2 separate regions of the Mus musculus genome follow, and region 1 is linked to region 2. A link is a contact called in public promoter capture Hi-C data. All regions are on one chromosome and are shown on one strand. The core of a region is the stretch at or near the end of the contact, and the rest is flanking DNA. Distances in the headings are between cores, read along the strand shown.

Region 1 (5,425 bases), core at 2,035-4,534, 4.0 Mb before region 2:
CTCACTGTGCATTCTAGAACAAAAAATTTCTAATAGCCACATTGAGAAAGTTTTTTGTTTGTTTGGTTGTTTTTTTACTTTGCAAAGAATTTTACTAGCACATTTCAAATTTTATTCCCAGGCGTCTTAAGCTTATTTTGTCACAAGGAATTAATTGTATATAAACAAAACAAACAAGCAAACAAACAAAAACTGAAAAGAGCTGCGGTGTGCAGGGGGCTGGGCCTTAAAAAATATTAGACTTCTAGATTTTTTTTTTTTTTTTTTTGGTCTGTGTTTTGAGACAGCGTTTCCCTGGCTATCCTGTAGACTGGGCTGGCTCAAATTCACAGAGATCCACCTGCCTCTCATTCCCAATTGCTAGGATTAAAACTGTGTGTTACCGCCCCTGGCTAGAGATCTAGATTTTTATCAGATCCATAAACAAAAGAATTTCTAAACGCAGCCATGTATAAAATAGCAGCGCCTGTAACTTCTGCAAGTGTCAACTTCTTCAGAAGTCACCTTGATTCAGCTTGCCACGTTCTTAGAGGCGTCATCAAAATTCCCCAGGGATCTGGAACTATCATCTCGTTAGTAAGTAGCAAATGGTGCTTCTCCATCTAGACTGTTTGGGCGGCTTCAGCCAGTCTCTAGTCAGACTAGTCAGACTGCCTGCACCAAGCTGGTTTAGGATGCTGGGAAACATTTCTGTCAGCTGTTTTATCTCAGTGCGGCCTGGAATGGTGAAGGTGTTTGCTACCAGAGACGCCTGAACTTTAGAGTTGCTAAAATGGATCAGTTTCTTGGTTTTTAAACATGTTCACCTCTTCATTATCAGTTGCTAACTTCTTTAAGGAGAACTGCAGTTTTTATCATCGGCTGTGGCTGTCCTATGAACCACCTTCTTTCTGTGGGAGGTGCCTTTCCCAACAATGCAAACATGTGCCTGCAGATTGGCAAGTTTTTCCTGGTTCATGATTGTTTCATCTTGTTAGTGAAAATGGGGCTGTGTGGGAGGACTAGGGTTCGTGCTCAGGGGGTCCCAGGCAGACAAGCTGAGAGAAAGGACACACATGGAGACATGATCCAATACATTCAAAATATTTAAATTTTAACCACTATTTCAATTTTTAATTTTGCGTGTATGAGTGTTTCGAAAAATGTACACATGTGTACCATATGTGTCAGTGCCACTGGGAAACAGAAGAGCGGACCCAATCCCCTGGAACCAGAGTTACAGAAGGTTGTAAGCTGCCACGTGGATGGTGCAAACCAAACTTCAATCTTCTGCGAGAGCAGCAAGGGCTCACAACTGCTGAGTCAGCTCTGCAGCCCCAACTTTAATCAGTATTTTAAAATAAAAAGATTTTGTTTACCTTGTATTGACCTCGAAATACAGCATACAACACTCGATTTAGATTCCTCGCAATCAAATATTTGATTGCCACATGTAGCTCTAAAGCTCTGCCCATACTGAGTGTTATGTGGTCTTCTTCATTAAACAGATGAGGTGGGCCTGACTTGGTGGCCCATACCTGTAGTCAGTTATTAGGGAGCCTGAGGGAGGGGAATCTCTTGAGCCCACTAGTTTGAGACAGCATGGACAAAGAGAAGAAAATAACTGAAAATAACCCACCAGCCTGAGGCATTGCTGCAGTCCTTTATCTCTGTACCCCCCCCCCATCAAATCTCTGAAAAGAATTCTTTTTCTTTGTTTCTCCTTCTTCGTTTTCTTTCTTCCTCCTCCTCCTCCTCTTCCTCCTTCCTCATTTTCCTTCTCCTCCTCTTTCTCTTTCTCCTCCTTTTTGTGACACAGGGTCTCTCCATGTAGCCTGTCCTGGAACTCACTTTGTAGACCAGACTGGCCTTGTCTCAGAGATCTGCCTGCCTCTGGGATCAAAGGCATCCAACGAGCATTGGCTCTGAAAAGAATTTTGAAGGAGGGTTCCTATGCTTTATCTGAAGGACATGTCAGACATACAGCTCTAAACTGATCCAAACTGGCTACTAAGTCAGCTTTTAGCAATCAGATCTAAATACCTCACCAACAAATTTTATCCTGACAGCCCTGCGATTAGTAGGACACCCCTTAGAAGGACAATTATCCCCACTGTGACAGGATGATCTACAATACCTCACCAACAAATTTTATCCTGACAGCCCTGCGATTAGTAGGACACCCCTTAGAAGGACAATTATTCCCACTGTGACAGGATTGTCACAAGAACTGGTGCGAAAGCATCTAGTCCTTTGGGCTAGTTGCCATTTAGGACTAAAAAAGGGCTAAATACATTTAATGCAATAGCACTTTGTGTTAGATTCTAGTCTAGTATCGACAAGAATCACATAGCAGAAAAACGCTGCGAAATTTCTACCTGTAAATTAAGAAAGACATTTCCACCAACCAGGAAAGGACCACTTGAAGGGGCGGGGTGGGGGTGTCTTATAAGTAAAAATTGAAAATCATAAAACTTAATCCCCTTTTATTGAAAGGAAGTGATTTTCCCTTATGACATTCAGCAAATCCCTAAGGGCTGTGATGAGCACGCTGCATCCCTTTCTCTACCCCCAGAGTCTCTACTAAGTGGAAAAAATATTTTAATGAGCAGCTCTATGTTCTCTCCAGGGTGCTCCTGAAGTATCTACAGAAAAAGACACCCCATGGAGTAGGGTCTGCGCTCCCAGAACTGACTGAGAGGTCAACTGTTTTAAATAGGCACTGCCTCACAGGAGCTTGGCTCCTGGATTCTCCACCTCCAGGAGTCCTGGGCGGGGGATGCTCCAGGGGCGTCCGCATCTTGCAAAGCCTGACTTGAGCCAGCCCAGATTCGCCGCCGTGGCCCACTTCCCAGTCCTAGACTGGACCAAGGCTGTCAGCCCCTAGTGGAAGCCACACCCGCGTGGACAGCTCACAGTTACTGTTGGGAGCCGGGCAGGAGTCTGTGTCCTGGAGGCGCACGGACCGCAGGTTCGTACTGAAGCCCCGGTGCGGAGCCTCGAGCCTCCATCGCCGGGTGGGCTTCCGATCTAAGGACGCTCGGGCTCTTCTGGTCAGGTCTCCTGAACAGCACCCTCTCGGCCTTCGCAGTTCCCGGGGATGGGGTTCACCCGGCCTGCGGGACTAGATCCGCATGGCCTGCTCCCTTGGGGTGCAGGATTCGCCAGCTCTGGCCGGGGAAGACCCCCAGCCTTTAGTGCACCCCCGGGGCCGCGACCGTGGCGGGCCTTGTGCACCCGGAACCGTTTCCGGGGCGGAGGCTTTCTCGCAGCTGACCCGGCGCGGACGGTGACGCGCAGGCCCAGGCGGAAGTGCGGGCGGAGGATCCCGAGCCGGATCCCGAGCCGGGCGCGGGGCTCGGGGCTCGCAGGAGCGGCTGGCTCCCGCGATGGCGAGCCTATGGTGCGGAAACCTGCTGCGGCTGGGCTCGGGGCTCAGCATGTCCTGCCTGGCGCTGTCGGTGCTGCTGCTCGCGCAGCTGACAGGCGCCGCCAAGGTGAGTCCCGCCCCGCCCGGCTCCTGACAGGAGCTCCGCCCCTGCCTCTGGCCTGGCAGAAACTGGGGCTGACCACTTGCTCCCCACTCTCCGGTCTCCCAATCCGACAGCCAAATCCCCCCGACCCCGCTTCACAGCCCGGGCTGGCCCTCTCTAGAGCATCCTAAGCCTTAGCCCCAAACAGTGCCAGAGCGGGGTCTATAACCCTCTGCCTCTTGACATTTCCCTTCCCAGCCCCGACGGGACACACCCGGAACTTTCCAGCCCTGGGAGCTTTGAACTTTCCACCCTTAAACTTGGGCAGCTCTCAGCCCCCAATCCAAACGGTGGGAAACCCTCATCTCCCTGAAATCTTCTCTAGTAGGGACTAGCTCCCCTCACCCTCATCTCCCCGAAGTCTTCCCTACTAGGGACTAGCTCCTCTCAACTCATTGATAAGCAGATTCCCTTGCCATGGTGGGGGCTCGAATCTCATGGCAACTACCCGTTCCCAGAAGGACCTGTAGGGCCACCCCACTAGCCTGATACTCTCACCAAGATCCCCTCCAGGAAAACACACACACACACACACACACACACACACACCCCTCTTCTGATAATTTACTAGCCTAGGAGAGAGGTGACAGGAAGTTGTGTCCTATTCCTCACTGTGTTTCTAAACCTTTTGGTCCCCATATATTTTCTGGTGACCCAGAGCTGTTCTGGCCCAAGAAAACATGTGCTTTCCTCCCAGTGGGCTAACTAATTTTGGGGCAAAATAGAAAGACTCCACGGTGTAGTGGGAAATAGTGACACTGCATTTTTAAAAAGTTTTATAATATTTTTAAATGTTATAAAGGGCTGGGAAAGATAGGTCACAGGTAGGCAGGTGTTTTTGAGCAATTTGGTTTTTTTTTTTTTTTCAGTCTTTCTGGTGTCATCAGAAATAGGGACAGCAAAAAGTTTCCCAACTTTTGAAATACTTCTAGTATGGACTCTCTGTATGGATGTCAAACATTACCATTTTATGTAGTGTATCATGATATAAACATCCGTCTCCCCTTGATAGGATTTGTCCCAGGAAACAGGAGCTGTGTCTTTTGCTTCTCTGAGTCCTCCTCATTGAGCACAGGCTCTGGCACAGTGGTTACTGATACATTTAGGACCTGTCAACAGCTCTGCCAGACATTTCATTGTACCTAGGAGTGGTGGATATGTCTCAGTGGGGACTAATGAGCCACAGCCTTCTCGAATAAACAACCCTTTGCTGAGAAAGCATCTCTTGGATTTATGCAGCATTTAATGCCTGCTTGCTTTGCCTCCTGAAACTCGTATTGCTAGGAGTTGCTTTTCTTGTCAACCATGGATTGCCAGACAAGTTTCCTGGGGGACAATGGGAAGATTCAAACTACTTTCCCTTTTGACTTCCCTTCTAGCACTGGCTGAGTGCCCCTCAATCTTCATCCTGTTTATAGCTCACTCAGCCCCTTTTATCCATGCCCAGTGCCTTTCTCCCAAAAGGAAAAAGTTAGAAAAGAAGAAATTAGAAGAATTCTGACTCTCCTCACCCTATTGTGTTACAGATTGAATTGGCCTTATGCATGCTAAGCGTATGTGTTAGCACTGAGCTAAACCCATCCCCAGCCTACACCTGTGACTTGCTTATAAATAATCTTTAATTCCCTTCTCCCCAATCCCTTCATATCCGAATATCTCTTTGTAGGCCCTATTGCCTGTCATGATATGCTTTTCTAGTGGCAGGTAGATGATAATAACACAATTGATTGTCATGCAATTCATAAATGAGTTTAATAAGGCACAGATAGTGTCTTACAGATTTTAGGAACTTGTATCTCTCAAACCTAAATCTTTATAATGGTTTTAGAATATCTGACAGGGATACTTAGCAAAATGTACATGTGTAGATTTAAAAAAAATATTGACGATAAACTATAAAGAAGTTATAGTGT
Region 2 (5,384 bases), core at 1,787-4,286:
CTGCTCTAAACGCTCTACTCAGGAACTACCCTCGCTCCTCCACCTACACAATCTAAACGCTCTACTCAGGAACTACCCTCGCTCCTCCACCTACACAATCTAAACGCTCTACTCAGGAACTACCCTCGCTCCTCCACCTACACAATCTAAACGCTCTACTCAGGAACTACCCTCGCTCCTCCACCTACACAATCTTGAACCCAGAACCCCCGACTCCTTGGAGACTCCTGATCTTTGCAAGCATCATCCCTTAGAAGTCCAATCCCTCTAAAACCCTAACCTATTCTTGCATCTTCATCTTGCAGGCCTCTACTCCAGTGTTTGGGGGAATTTTATCCTTGATAAATGAGCACAGAATCCTCAATGGCCGCCCTCCTCTTGGCTTTCTCAACCCCAGGCTCTATCAGCAGCATGGGACAGGACTCTTTGATGTGAGTATTGGAGGAAAGAGTGTGGATGTTGTCATAGGATATGAGAAGGGCTCTGGTGAACTTCGGCATTTTCACTATCTATGATTGCCTCTGTGATATGACTATAAATAAGGTGCAGTCTAGGAGCTGGTACCAGCAGGCCCAGACCTGATGCCATCATCTCCTCCCAGGTAACCCACGGCTGCCATGAGTCCTGTCTGAATGAAGAAGTGGAGGGTCAGGGTTTCTGCTCTGGTCCTGGCTGGGATCCTGTGACAGGTTGGGGAACACCCAACTTCCCAGCCCTACTGAAGACCCTGCTCAACCCTTGACCCTTTCGTGCCATGACGAGAAAGCAGAACTGTTCCCTGTACTAAAAGGGAAGGCTCAGTTTCTTGTTATTCCTCGATAGAAGCCCTGCTGAACTCCTGTTGCCTGCTGCAGATAGCTTCTCCCTAACCCTCAGATGCTGTGAACAGGACTCAACTCTCAATCCTACTGTGTGCCATCAAACTCAGGTCTCCAAACTTCTACTTCAAGATCCTCAACAAGATGCTATAACCAGCATATTTTGTCTCACCCCAACCCCATCTCTCCTTCCTCTTTCCAGCTTGAGATGTGAAAGCAGGGCAAGAAGGTTCAGTCTTCCATTACTGACACTAGCAGGTCCACCCAACGCTTACCACCTCTGCACTGACCGTACACTCTATTTCTCTTCGGGTTTGCTTTTCCGTTCACTGAAGTGAGACCTTTGACTAATCGTTTTGTCTTTCTTCTCTCGGCACTGAAGTACAATGGTCTCCCCAATGTTTTATCCAGTTATACCCTTTTCAGTGTTTGTTTTATGGGTTTTCTTATTTAAGAACAGGTTGTCAAAAAACCATTAAAAAAAAAAAAGAAAAAGAACACATTGGCTGCAATCTATTTAACTATATAACTATTCTAAGGAAAGTTAAAAATTGAAAACTTAAAATGTTTGAAATGTTCTCATTGGCAAAATTCCTCAACAAAATAAATAGGTCATTACAAATTTTGCTTTAAATTTTTGCTTGAGTGATTTTTTTTTTTGTAAAGTGTTTTAAAATTTACATTTTATTTTCCCCTTCTCAGCTACACCAAAGCAACATTCAGGTTTTAATTTCAACTGTCAGACATTACAAACATCTAGCTTCTGTGAACCTGGGTGTTTGTTCTTTCCATCAGTTTCCCATTTATCCTTTTTCCTCAGTGACCCCCCTCTGACCACACTAATCAGCCCCCTTTTCTGCTGACTCCAGGGATGCTGTGTTCATTGTTCCATTCTTAGTTTCTTGCTCTTATCATTTTATTATCATCCCTTGACAGATCACTGACATCTATACCCACAGTGAGTGATACCTCAAATGTGAGATACCTCGTTACTTCATCTCCCTCCAGCCCAGACCTAAACTATTTCATCTCTTAATCTATGATATAATGCCTCTTTCAAACAAGCCAGAAACCTATAACTCTTAACTCTCATCTTTTTCACCTCCTTACTAACTTCAAAAAGTTTTCTTGACTGCCTCTCAAGTATATCTTTATCGGCTAGTGTGGTGATGCACACCTTTAATCCCAGCACTCAGGAGACAGAGGCCAGGCAAGTCTCTGAGTTTGAGGCCATCCTGGTCTATATAAAGAGTTCCAGACAAGCCAGGCCTACATAGTCAGACCATGTCTCAAAAATACACATATGTGCACACACACACATGCACAAAATACTGCATTATCTTTGAGCCCATGTTCTTTTTTCTTCTAAACTGCAGGAAGCACTTGGGGAGAGGAAAGGCTTCCGAAGCCCCTCATCTTCCAAACCAAGCAGTCTATGTATTTGTGCAAACCCTTCAAAGATTACTGGGTAAAAGTCAGAGACATTGAAACTTGCCTTCAAAATCGGGAAATAAACATTGCTAATGTCTCACACTTGGAATTAAGCAATGAATGTTAGTTTCCCTTTCTTCTTTGCACTGCACCTACATGTAGCTGGGAAACAATCATACAGTATTGAAATTGTCAGTTTGTTTGCCTTCCTTTTCCAGACAGTCGGTGCTAGTGAACTAGAATCTGATTCTTAACTTTGTATTCCTAGGTCCCAGCCCAAATAGAAATTAAATAAATGACTGTTTAAAAAAAAAGTCTGTTGTATTGTAAATGTGTTTCACACAAGACTTTGGCATGCTATTTCTTCAGGGTAAAACACCCATCTCTACATTTACAGAGGTACTCTCCTAAGCCCGTTGTGGGTGGGAGGGACACACATCAAATCCACTGCAACCCTTAAAAGACCATGAAAGGGAACTACAAAGAATGCATGAAGACCGTCAGGAGACTGGTAATGAAGTGTCTGGCAGATGAGTCCCCAAGCCAGGTCGTTGAACGAACCCAGATAAAGTATTCAGTCCTGGATGCTCTGCGGCCCCACCCGGGCCGGGGTGGAACCGCAGGGTGGCAGCCACATCTCACACAGCTCGCCTCCGCCTTGAAGTCTACACCTCATCCACTAACAGCCAACCTAAGGTCGCCCGCGGCAGCTTAGAGTGGTGGGCGGGAACTGTAACGTCACGCAGCGTGCGCCTGGGCGAGCGGAAGCGGAAGCGGCTCTGTTCGCCGCCTTTCCCACCGGCCCCATGAGCTGCAGCGGCTCCGGCGCGGACCCCGAGGCGGCGACCGCCTGTGCCGCCTCGGTCGCGGGTCCGGCACCCCTGGTGTCGGCTCCCGCTGCGCTGCCCACTAGCACGGCCGCGGAGAGCAAGGCCAGCCCCGCGGGGACAGCAGGGGGCCCCGTGGCTGGAGTCGCCACTGCGGGCACGGGCCCCGTGGCGGCACGGGCAGGGGAGCCGGCAGAGCGGCGCGGGCCAGGTGAGGGAGGGCCGGGCCGGGTGAGGGAGGAGGGCATCTCGGACTAGGTGCCGGGGCAGGGGAACCCTGCGCCTCTCACCTGTGCTGTTGATTCTCCTTCAGCTTCGGTGGCAGCGGGCGGCGCGGCTCCCCCGGAGGGGGCAATGTCTAACGGGGTTTACGCCCTACCGAGCGCGGCCAACGGAGAAGTGAAGCCCGTAGTGTCCAGCACACCTCTAGTGGACTTCTTGATGCAGTTGGAGGATTACACACCTACGGTGCGCTTCCCACCTGAACAAGGCCACCTGGCTCGCTGTCAATGCCTTTGAACCACACCTTCGTTCTTTCAAGCTTTCTCTGCTATGAAGCCATCTCTTTTGTTGTTTGTTTTTTCGCGACAGGGTTTCTCTGTGTAGCCCTGGCTGTCCTGGAACTCACTTTGTAGACCAGGCTGGCTTTGAACTCAGAAATCCGCCTGCCTCTGCCTCCCAGGTGCTGGGATTAAAGGCGTGTGCCACCACTGCCTGGCATGAAGCTATCTCTTTAGTCCTCCGTCCCAGCCAGCGCATCAATAGGCAGATCTAACACTGATGGCTGTTTAATTTGATTTTTCAGATCCCAGATGCAGTGACTGGTTACTACCTGAACCGCGCTGGCTTTGAAGCTTCAGACCCACGCATGTGAGTAAACTCGGAGCAGGTTAGACTGTTGAGTGCTAGGTGGAGTTTGCTAAATATTCTCATTACTACCACCCTCTTCCTCTCTAGAATTCGGCTCATCTCACTAGCTGCCCAGAAATTCATCTCAGATATTGCCAATGATGCCCTACAGCACTGCAAAATGAAGGGCACAGCCTCTGGCAGCTCCCGGAGCAAGAGCAAGGTGTGAGAGGCTCACCTTCCACTGCAGTACAGGCCTAACTTATCCTGAAAGCCTTTTGGGGAAGCAGAATCCTAGGGGAGGTATTGGGCCTGCTCAGGGTCACCCACAAAGGATTGGAGTCTGCACTTGTGCTCAGCTGGTGGTCTTCCCTCTTTCCCCCAGGATCGCAAGTACACCCTAACCATGGAGGACTTGACCCCTGCCCTCAGCGAGTATGGCATCAATGTGAAGAAGCCGCACTACTTCACCTGAGCCACGCAACCCAGATGTATTTGTCTTTCCCTCTGTCCCCACACGAGCCTGTTTTCATAATAAACTTTATTGTGACAGGCGGGGCTGATCCCTCCCATGTTGGGAGACATCATGTGGCAAGTGACAAAGCTCTGAGCCCAGCCCCTTTTGGGGCTACAGTGGTAGGGATGGGAGCAGGGAACAAGTCCCATAACTGGGGTAGTACCATGATTAGAGACAGGGGAGGCAACCAGAGGTCTTTAACTTTGGAGAAGTGTACTCCCCCAGCCATGTTTTGACACTTCTGGAGTTTGGGCAAGGACCTGAAGGTCCTACTTGTCCTGCATCTTCTCCAAGATAGGCACAATCATGTCAAACTTGGGTCGCTTTGCAGGGTCTTCATTCATGCAAATCTTCATGAGCTTACACACATGGGGGGAAATACCTGGTGGGATGGTAGGCCGAAGGCCTTCCAGTGCCACCTGCAAATTACAAGGAATAAGGTGAGCTTCAGAATTTGAGTTCATCATATGGGTAAAAGCCTTTGATCCTTGAATGGTAAGATTACTATTTATCTGTATAAACTGCTGGAAGCGCTTACCACAGTGCTTGTCAGTACCACCACCCCTAAACAAGTATCTGTAGTTCTGTGCTCACCTTCATCCCAATCTCCATATTAGAGAGGTCAGCAAAGGGCACCTCTCGTGTCACCAGTTCCCACAGAAGCACCGCGAAACTCCACATGTCTGCTGAGCGTCTGTTTGTGTCTTCAGGCTTCTTCTGCAGGGCTAGAAGGAATAAGGCTTACTATTCCAGCTTCCTAACCTGTCTAGTCTGTACCTCATCTATTGTTATTCAGCTGGTTCTTTTCAATTTCCCATACGATGCCTTTACCTACCTTCAGGGGCCACCCAGGCAGGCGCATACATGCGCCCAGGGCACTGGAAAGAAAACTTAACATCAGCCATGCTGATTCGGGCAGTCATATCTTCATCGATCTGAGGA

Evidence for each region. Promoter capture Hi-C pulls out the DNA fragments that hold promoters and counts their contacts.
Region 1: a contact with region 2 is called in a promoter capture Hi-C map of the HPC-7 cell line. The contact joins the promoter of Tmem9b here to the promoter of Taf10 in region 2. A contact is called at or near these places in 2 of 39 promoter capture datasets (the HPC-7 cell line and cranial neural crest).

What each region holds. Positions count from the first base shown.
Region 1 is chr7:109,750,122-109,755,546 of GRCm38.p6, reverse strand. It overlaps Tmem9b (TMEM9 domain family, member B), which reads left to right and starts at 3,284. Exons shown (of 5, transcript NM_020050.1): 1 at 3,284-3,476. The coding sequence starts at 3,369. It also overlaps the pseudogene 4930431P19Rik.
Region 2 is chr7:105,741,990-105,747,373 of GRCm38.p6, reverse strand. Taf10 (TATA-box binding protein associated factor 10) reads left to right here and starts at 3,036. Exons shown (of 5, transcript NM_020024.3): 1 at 3,036-3,287; 2 at 3,390-3,544; 3 at 3,882-3,946; 4 at 4,034-4,148; 5 at 4,311-4,480. The coding sequence starts at 3,056. The coding sequence ends at 4,400. It overlaps Tpp1 (tripeptidyl peptidase I), which reads left to right. Exons shown (of 13, transcript NM_009906.6): 12 at 306-431; 13 at 602-2,563. The coding sequence ends at 742. It overlaps Ilk (integrin linked kinase), which reads right to left. Exons shown (of 13, transcript NM_001161724.1): 11 at 5,278-5,377; 12 at 5,037-5,167; 13 at 4,449-4,861. The coding sequence ends at 4,712.